Regions from separate parts of the Oryctolagus cuniculus genome. Here regions 1 and 3 are each linked to region 2. A link is a contact called in public Micro-C data. All regions are on one chromosome and are shown on one strand. The core of a region is the stretch at or near the end of the contact, and the rest is flanking DNA. Distances in the headings are between cores, read along the strand shown.

Region 1 (2,827 bases), core at 311-2,810, 180 kb before region 2:
AACAAACAATTAGGGGGCCAGCATGGCAGCTCAGTGTACTAAGCTCCTACCAGCAATGCCAGCACCCCACATCGGAGCACCTGTTCAAGTCCCAGCTGCTCTGCTTCAGATCCAGCTTCCTGCTAATGTGGCTGGAAAAGCAGTGGAAGATGGTCCAGGAACGTGGGACCCTACCACCCAAGTAGGAGACCAGATGGAGTTCCCTTCCCGGCTCCTGACTCAACCCCAGCCATTGCAACCATTTTGGGGATGAACCAACAGATGGAAGCTCTCACACGTTCTAACTCTGCCTTTCAAATAAAAAAAAAAAATTAAGGAAAAGCTATATGATGAACGCTCAGAATATGCACAGACAATCCCACTTTCTGGGACAACTGAGCTCAAGTGTTGCAGCTCCTTAAAACACCAGGTGATGCTGTCTCTCCCTCAGTAGCTCCTCTCTCCAGTAAACTGCACATCACAGTGACAAGTTCTCTCTCGCAACCCTTATTTTTCACTGTACATAACATGCAACACATAAAAACTGTACGTTACTCACTTACTTGCACCCTATTAACGTTTGGAGGTGGGGGAGAGAGAGGGTCAAACCTCGCAGATTTTTCAACTGCACAAGAGCCTGGCACCCGGATCCCTGTGTTGTTCGGGAACCAACTCTGTTCATCAGTTATAAGTTTCGCCATTCCACCCCACCAGCTGGGACAGGAATCACCCTTTCGTCCTCAATATGCTACCTGCTCATTCGTTCTCACTTGGTAGGCCTGATGATCGCCTGTCCCAGCGCCACAGGCAAGTCCTATGTTACTGAAAGCAGTCATGGCTCTATTTTATTAGTGACTGTCGGTAATCCTTTACTGTGCCTATTTCCTACACTAAACGATATCAGAGATATGTGTAGCAAAAAAGTAACATGGTACAGGGCTGGGGGCTAGCCCCGGGGGGGAGGGGGAGGGGGAGGAGATCCGGGCCATTCAAGCAGTGCTCTCAAGGTTACCTGCCCACTGCAGACAACCAGGCCACTCCGGAGTCAGCTTTACGAAAAGGGCGAGAGCAGGACGCGCCAGGTCCCTGCTAACCCCTTCTCCTCGGGCGGAGGCCTATGGGTACGCCCCTCGGCCCAGCTATGGGAAATGCTGGCCGCCACCAGCCAGCCGAGGCAGGGCCCCTCCGCGGCTGCTCAGCTCCCGCTGCCAGGGAAGGAACCGCCACGTCCGGACCGAGGCCGGGCGGGAGCCGGTGCACAAGAGGTCCGGGTCAGGCCGCCAGCCTCTCGAACTCGCACCAGTTAGGCCGCGTCCCGGCTCCCGGACTCAGGCCTCTCCGTGCCTCCGGCTCAGCACGACCCCACCTCGGAGGTCCTCACCTTGGCCAAGGAGCAGTACACACGACTCCAGCTCTGCATTTTCCCCCGGTACTTTCCTTTCCTCCAATGCTTTCACCTCCGCTAAGCGCGTCCACGGCTTTTCCAAGGTCTCCCCACCCTGCGCATGCACAAGCGCGGCTTACGTCATCCCCGGGGAGCAGCGCGATTGGCCCGCGAGGACAAGGCGTTCGGGTCAGGCTCGGCGTCGTAAACTGTCGTAAAGAACCTAGTGCTTTGTGGCGGCGTGGGGTGGGACGGAGCATTTTGGGATGCTGTGGAAATGTGCAGGGTTGCACTGTAGCCTTAAACTTGGAATATGAAAGATATAGGCAAGTAAACTTATCATTTTATGCAGACTAGCAAAGGAAAGGTTGGCAAGCTTGACAAGCTCTTTGATGTACTAGGCATTCCTTGGCGCTTGCCACAGGCATTATCTCACTTCATCCTTACGCTCCTCTATGAAGTATTGTCTATCTCCGTTTTCCTGAGAGCTTAAGCAAAACCCTCAGTATCGCTTAAAGAAGAAGTCTCTAAAGCTCTGAGGTTAAACTCTTTGGTCTTTTTTTAAGTTTGTGATGTATTTATTTATTAGGCAGAGAGAGAGAGAGATCCTCCAGCCGCTGGTTCACTCCCCCAAATGGCTGCCACGGCCAGAGCTAACCTGATTGGAAACCAGGAGCCAGGAGCTTCCCCCCGGGTCTCCCATGCGGGTACAGGGGCCCAAGGACTTGGACCATCTTCTGCTGCTTTCCCAGGCCATAGCAGAGAGCTGGATCGGAAGTGGAGCAGCCGGGACTTGGGACTTGACCCAAGTCAAGTATGGGATGCCGGCGCTGCAGGCAGCCGCTTTATTGGCTAAGGCGCAGGCAGCGCAGGCCCCTAATCCCTTTGGTCTTAACCACTGCTTATAAGGCATGGGCCACAAACTGACATAAACAGTGTCCTCCCCTAAGTAAACAGACTGCGGACATGCACAGAACTCTACCCTCTGTGTCCTCCTTTGGGAAACACCTCCCAGGTAGAACAATTGATGGTGAGATGGTGGTTGAGATTTAAGATTTTCATAAGAGGTAATAGATGCAAAAGGGTTGAAAAGGCGTGTCGGAGATGGAGCATGGAGATCGAAGACCTGATTCTTGCTTTGTGATAACTGTCTTTAATGTGAGTAGAACTGCATTCCACATTCCTTGAAGGCTTACCACCTGGCACCATGCTGGGCTTTGTGGGTGTGAACACTGGGATACATTACTCCCTGCCTATTAGTGCTCAGTTTTAGGTGAGAAGAAATTAATGATATTAAGTGTCTGTTATAGAGACTCTAGCTGTAACCCATACTGCCTTTTTAAAAAGAAAAAAAAAAGATTTATTTATTTATTAGAGAGGCGGGGTGGGGGGGTATTCCATGCTCTGGTTTACTCCCCAAATGGCCGCGATGGCTGGAGCTGGGCCAATCCGAAGCCAGGAGCC
Region 2 (2,903 bases), core at 100-2,599:
ATGACTGCGGGCATCCAATCGGTGCGTTAAGGCAAGAAAATGCCTTTTCCCCGCTACTTGTGATCACGTCGGTATCCGCAACGGAGCACTTACTAACGCCAAGTGCACTCATTCAACATCCCAAACCCAAGAGAAAGCCAAAGGCAAAAAAAAAAAAAAAAAAAAAAAAAACTTAAACAAAGGGTGGAGCCACTCTTACTTGGAGAAAGGGATGAGAACGCCTTGGCTTTAAGAGCTCCTTTGCAAATGCCCCTAAATGATGCTGAGCAAGGGCCACAGCCCAGGCGCGGGCCATGTTACGGGCTCCGACTGTGATCCCGAAAACTACATCCGACTCCCTTCGGTAACGCCTAGTCCACGAAGGAGCAGAGCGACAATACCGGCAGGAGGTGGCCGCGGCAGCACCCGCCCAAAGCTGCCAGAGACAGCAGGAAGTCTCCAAGCCACCCTCGCCCATCCAGTCCCAACGTAATGAGGCGAATCCAACTCCGGGACTGGCGCTAGCCGCCCGAGCCCCATAACGCAGGGCCGAGCAGCAAGCCTGAGAAAGAAGGGGGAAAAAGCCAGCACGCTTCCCTCCCCACCAAGCCGGAGCCGCCCGCAGTGCCGACGCGGAGCTCAGCAGAACAAGAGGCTGCTGCCGGTACCGAGGATGTAGGTACCACACGGGAAGGGTAGGCCGGGGAGCAGCAGGGCCCCGCCGGGCCCGGGAAGGGGTCTGTGGGGTTTGTTTCCCACCGCCACCCTCCACTGCTAGGGGGCGAGAGGAATCCCTTTCGCCCGCCGGACGACCAGTCCCAGGCCGGCCAAGGGGGCATGAAACAGGGACCCCCACTGCCTCCGCCTCCTTACCAGTGTGATCCATGATTCGGCTCGCGGGGCACAGTGGGAGCGGAAGTCGGCCGCGCCGGAGTCGCAGCGAGCGCGTGCGCGCTGCCTTCCGGGCCCGCGGGGCGGAAGTGCGAGCAGGTAGCCCAGGCTCTGGCCTGCAGGGACTTCCTTCTCTCGCCTCCCTCTACCGCGCTCCGGTGAGGAGGCCGGGCATAGTACGGGGAGAGCTCCGCTGCCGAGGGTGCCAAGGCTTCCCCTCGCGTGTGCCTCTACAGGAAGTGGCCTTTAAGTGTGGAAACAGGACAGCGACGGGGCCGAGGCTCGGGGGCGGGGAGTGGGAACGGTAATAGGTGAAGGCGGAAGCTCGCGGCAGGTGAGGCGGCGGCCCGCCCCCCCGTGCAGCGAGGCCTTCTGGGGCTTGTAGTGCGCGGGGGACGTGGAGTCGGCCGGGCCCACCGCGCAGTCTCGGCCGTTGGGCCGGCCCCACCCCGGCGGGCGGAGTAACGGTTTGGAATCCCCCACCCCACCCCTCCCACTCCATGCCCCGGTTCCGCAGCGGCGGTCGGTGTCCCGCACCGGGTGTGGACCCAGTGTAAACAGTGGCGCTCCGCTGGGAGGTGTTCCTGGGCTTGGCTGAGCCGCGTGAAGCTCCCAGCCGGAGAGAAAGGCCGTGCTGATTGTCTGCACTGTGTGCTTCGTCGTGCGGAGCTACCCGAGAACCTATGCCGCACGCCCTGGGTATACTGCCCGCCCCGTCCCCGCCTCTTTAAGTTTGAAGCACACTCGGGATGCTGGACTACGGCTCGTTTTCCGGGGCAAACGCTTGTGGCACTAGGGAGCCCTGGAGCAGCTCCCCCGAGGGCCGGACGAAGGCGCCACCGCCTGGGCTAGGGACACCGGCCGCGCCGGGCACAGTGGCGCTCCAGGGGAGAGACAAACGCAGGGAGATGCAGAGCGCGCCAGGGCCTGGCCGGCAGGGAGAGATCAAAAGAGGAAAGGCTTCCAACGAGGAAGGGAGAGTTACCCCAACAGGCGGTACCTAGTTCCAGTTCCCGGTCCCAGGGGTTTGGGCTTGCTGCCTTCATCTTCCTCAGCCACAACCAGGCAGTGGCAAGGGGGCGATTCGCGGACCAGGCTCACCGGTGGCCGCCCCTGTCTCCAGCCCTTTGCTCTTGATGCACTCGGATGAGTAGAAAGGAGCACAATTAGTGGAAAACAGCAGCTTGGGAGTCGAGGGATTTGGGTTCTATTCTTGTGGTCCCCTGGTGACGACATCTTCACCTCGGGGTTGTTCACACTTTCCGTGCCAGCGTTAGGGGATCAATGAGCGTTAGGGGATCAATGGGCGACAATGGTGCTGACCGTCTGCAGAAGTGTTTACACGCTGTGCTGGCGCGAAAGCGGGTAGCAATAGGTTGCAGCTGCGTGGTTGTACAGTTACATCTGCTAGCAGCACAGCGTGGTGTTTGGTGACTGGGACCTCTTGAAAAAGCCTTTCTGTCATCTGCAGCTTCGTAAGCAAATGTTCAGGTGTATCCACAAGTAAGGACGTTGAGGAATCAAGGGGTCCCTGCTTTTGTTAAAATGTCCTCTATTTCTGAGTTTTAAACATGCTTTCTCAGTCGCTGGGATTATTGGTTTGGAGATTGGGGAGGACCCAAGTCTTGCACCCACCTGTGCGTGCTGCTATAGGTGAGCATTTTTCACCAGAGAGGTGCTTTTATTTTTATTATTATTATTATTTTATCCCAATTCACCCAGCAATTAAAAGTCAGACTGACGCAAGAGCTGTGTAAATAATGAAGGGTCCCTGCCTCCAGACTGGCACTTAGAGAAATCCTTTAAAAGGCCCATATAATTATGGCGAGAGTGTGCAGGGGGAATGCAGTGCTGCGTACCGTCAGACAGTAATGAGCAGTGGGACTGAGAGGAGCCAGGTAGGCTTTATGGAGGGATTTAAGCTGAGCCTTGATAAACAGGAAATTTAGGCAAGAGGCGAGCAATGACAGGCATAGCAGAGGGAAGATGTGAGCATTGAGGCTTACATGAAGGGCAGTGATCAGCTTGTCTTG
Region 3 (2,913 bases), core at 32-2,531, 200 kb after region 2:
GCTCACAATTTTTCATTGGATAAATGAATACTATGCATTCTTCTAAATCTTCCAACATTAAAGAAAGAAAAAAAAGCCAAGGATGGAAAAACCACATGTAATTCACAGATACTGCTGTTCATTAATAGTCAAAATTGTGAATCAATTAATTTTGTGTATTACAGCTGAAACCTAAGGTGAATCTGAACACACAGACCTTGGCAATTCATGGGACCTCCATTTGGAATAGTCAACCTTCCTGGCATTATGATAGAGATGAAACAAATCGTTTTAGGGAAAAACCTGAGACAAAAATGAACAGAAAGCAAGATGCATTGTAGCATGAGCTTGCTCACCTGAGTTGTCTCGAATACGAAATGACTGAAGATTTAAAAGGGACTTGGAACAGTGTTAAGCATAGGCTCAGTTCTATCAGAGCACTTTCGTGCAGTGCTGTTAGCACATGGTAGAGAATCATTCAATTCTGGAGTTGGAAGGAATTGATTTCCCGGTTCCAAACCTACTGTATAAAATGGAAGTTATACTACAGCATCTTTCTTTTTAGGAAGAAATGCTTATGCAAACGCGTCCACACCTGTTGACCCTGTTACTTGATCGGCATTTACCTTGGGAGAAACCTGGGTAATTAAAGCACAAATATTAGCAGAGATGTAATCGGAACCAACTTGGTGATTTTATAGCTTCAACACCGTTGAGTTCCATCAGTTTCTAAGATGAAAAACCCTGGTGTCACTCATAGCATGTGGGTTAAAACTGAGAGAGGTAGGAAAGTAAAAAGGCAAGAACTCTTGGGACCGGGCGCAGAGACAGGGAGTCTCCCTTGTTTTTTTTCTGATTCATACTTCAACTCTCCCTAATGCTCCTCACTTTTCCTCGCGTGCAATTTTTCTTCCCATACTTCCCCCTCCCTCCCAAGGCTGCCACTCCGGGCGTGGGACACATAAAGCTGGGTGGCCACTCACTCACGCCTGCCGACAACGTCTTGCCTTGAGCCGCCAGGCCCTGGATCTCGGTTGAATACTCGCTTCAGCGGTGAGCGCGGCGGCCACGTTCCAGCGCCCCTCTTCTCCTTGGCTGGGCCGAGCCGGAGAGAGCAGAAAGCTCTGCCCGGAGTCCTTCGAGACCTTGGCGCGCGTCCACTCCTGCGGCCCCCGGACTCCCAGCCAGGCTTGGTGCAGCCGCCACCCAACAGTGAGTCCACCCGTGGGGTTAAGAAGCGCGCGCTGTCGCGGAGTGTCGTGGGAGGGGGTAGGGAAGAGGAAGGCGGGCGGCGCCGGAAATCTGCGTCACTACTTAGGCGGGGCCACTGACGCCATCAACCCGGCACCTGCCAACATGGAAGGTGGCGACGGCAGCGTCGCCGTATCTGGCCTTGGGGCTCTGGGCTCTGCAGCGGCTACGGCGACAGTCCGGGAGCTCCTGCAGGACGGTAAGGAGTTTAGGGCTGGCCGGGTCGTGGGGCTAGGAGACTGCCCTGCTCCACGTCCGGGACTGGGTAGTGGACTCAACCCGTCGCTTTGCAGAAAGTTTTCCGGTCTCGGCGTGACCACTCCCTTCGCCCGGCCCCCTGGTGTCCGGGTGCCGGCCTAACCAACCTGTTTCCCTAGGGATTTGCAACCCCCCTTCCTGCAGGTTTTTTTTTTTTTTTTTGGGGGGGGGGCAATTGGTGTCTGGTTGCTCCTCATTTTAGTGCAACTTCCCACGCGCTCAGGGCTCCCCTGAAGTTCCAGGATCCCGCACTAGGCTGCCGTCGCAGTTCCTGACGGAAGGGTGAAGTGTTTGAACCCCTGAAAAGTGTTGAGACTAGAACAGATGGCAGACGCTAACGAAAGGGCTCGTTTTGACGTAGAGTCGGAAACGCCTCCGTTAACAAATTCTGAGACAATACAGGTGGCCCCTGTTGCAGGCTGTCAGCCGCAGGGGAGGGTTCTGAGCATTCCTTGCCCTTGGTGTGATTAACTGTGTCGAATGTAACATCTCTTGATAGCCAGTTTTAAAGAGAAGTTACCAAAAATAAAAGTTAAATATAGTACACTTGGAAAAAGCACACTTGGTTCTCCTAACCCAGTTAACATGCCCCAGATCTCTTACCCTTCAGAATGAAGTTGAAATTCCTAAGCATAAAAATAAGGCCTGCCTCAGGTGTTCTGAATTTCTTCCCTTGTGGCTGTCACGGAGTACCTGCATTAAAAACATCTGTATACCTGCCTTTAGCTCTAATACTGTGTTGGAAAGCTGCTTTTTATATTCCACAATGTCAATGACAGTGTCTTGCATACAATAGGTGATGTATAACTGTTTTATAATCGACCACCGTTAGAAACATTTCACAAACATTTGTAGACCAAATTGGGTTATGAATGACTGAAATAAAGTTAGAAATTGTTTTCTCTGTTGGATATTTTATCACTGTTCTTGGTTACTTATAGTTTATATTCCGTAGTCAAAACTTTTTTTTTTTTCTTCTGAACCTGACTGTGTTAGGTTCTCTAGGTTGAGGTTTCTGTCAGGCACCTTTTAATTGTAATTGAACCAGGCTTGGGCTTGTGCTGCGTGGACAGTTCCTGTCTCCAAGCAGCTCACCATTTAGTAAGTAAATAATATGGCAGAGCTATATAAGTACACCCTGGAATACAGTGCTGTAAGGGCAGCAGTTAAGAGTGTGTACACACTGAAGCAGGAACACTCAGAAGATGGTAACTGGGGTTGGGGGCAGGTGAGGCAGTGTCAGGAAAGGCTTTCCAGGTGGAGTTAGTTGTGAAGTGTAACAGACTTCCCCAGGTGAACAGATAGCAGGAACAACACACACCAAACGGTAGGCCTATGTTTTAGTAGGATGCATTGTAATCAGTTCTTAGAGGGAAATAGTCCTCAATTCTGCTTTTCTTATTTAGTTTTCTTTGCTGTTCTCTT

Evidence for each region. A called contact is a pair of places that touch in the nucleus more often than the background predicts.
Region 1: a Micro-C map of ear pinna shows a contact between it and region 2, with 5 times the contacts expected there. The contact joins the promoter of DLD here to the promoter of CBLL1 in region 2. A contact is called at or near these places in 2 of 6 Hi-C or Micro-C datasets (ear pinna and an unstated tissue).
Region 3: a Micro-C map of ear pinna shows a contact between it and region 2, with 5 times the contacts expected there. The contact joins the promoter of DUS4L here to the promoter of CBLL1 in region 2. A contact is called at or near these places in 2 of 6 Hi-C or Micro-C datasets (ear pinna and psoas muscle).

Annotation. Positions count from the first base shown.
Region 1 is chr3:136,291,366-136,294,192 of mOryCun1.1, forward strand. DLD (dihydrolipoamide dehydrogenase) reads right to left here and starts at 1,561. Exons shown (of 14, transcript XM_051849690.2): 1 at 1,361-1,561. The coding sequence starts at 1,399.
Region 2 is chr3:136,468,196-136,471,098 of mOryCun1.1, forward strand. CBLL1 (Cbl proto-oncogene like 1) reads right to left here and starts at 1,350. Exons shown (of 6, transcript XM_070071147.1): 1 at 853-1,350. The coding sequence starts at 865.
Region 3 is chr3:136,666,166-136,669,078 of mOryCun1.1, forward strand. DUS4L (dihydrouridine synthase 4 like) reads right to left here and starts at 1,282. Exons shown (of 7, transcript XM_002712114.5): 1 at 963-1,282. It overlaps COG5 (component of oligomeric golgi complex 5), which reads left to right and starts at 1,296. Exons shown (of 22, transcript XM_008258350.4): 1 at 1,296-1,429. The coding sequence starts at 1,336.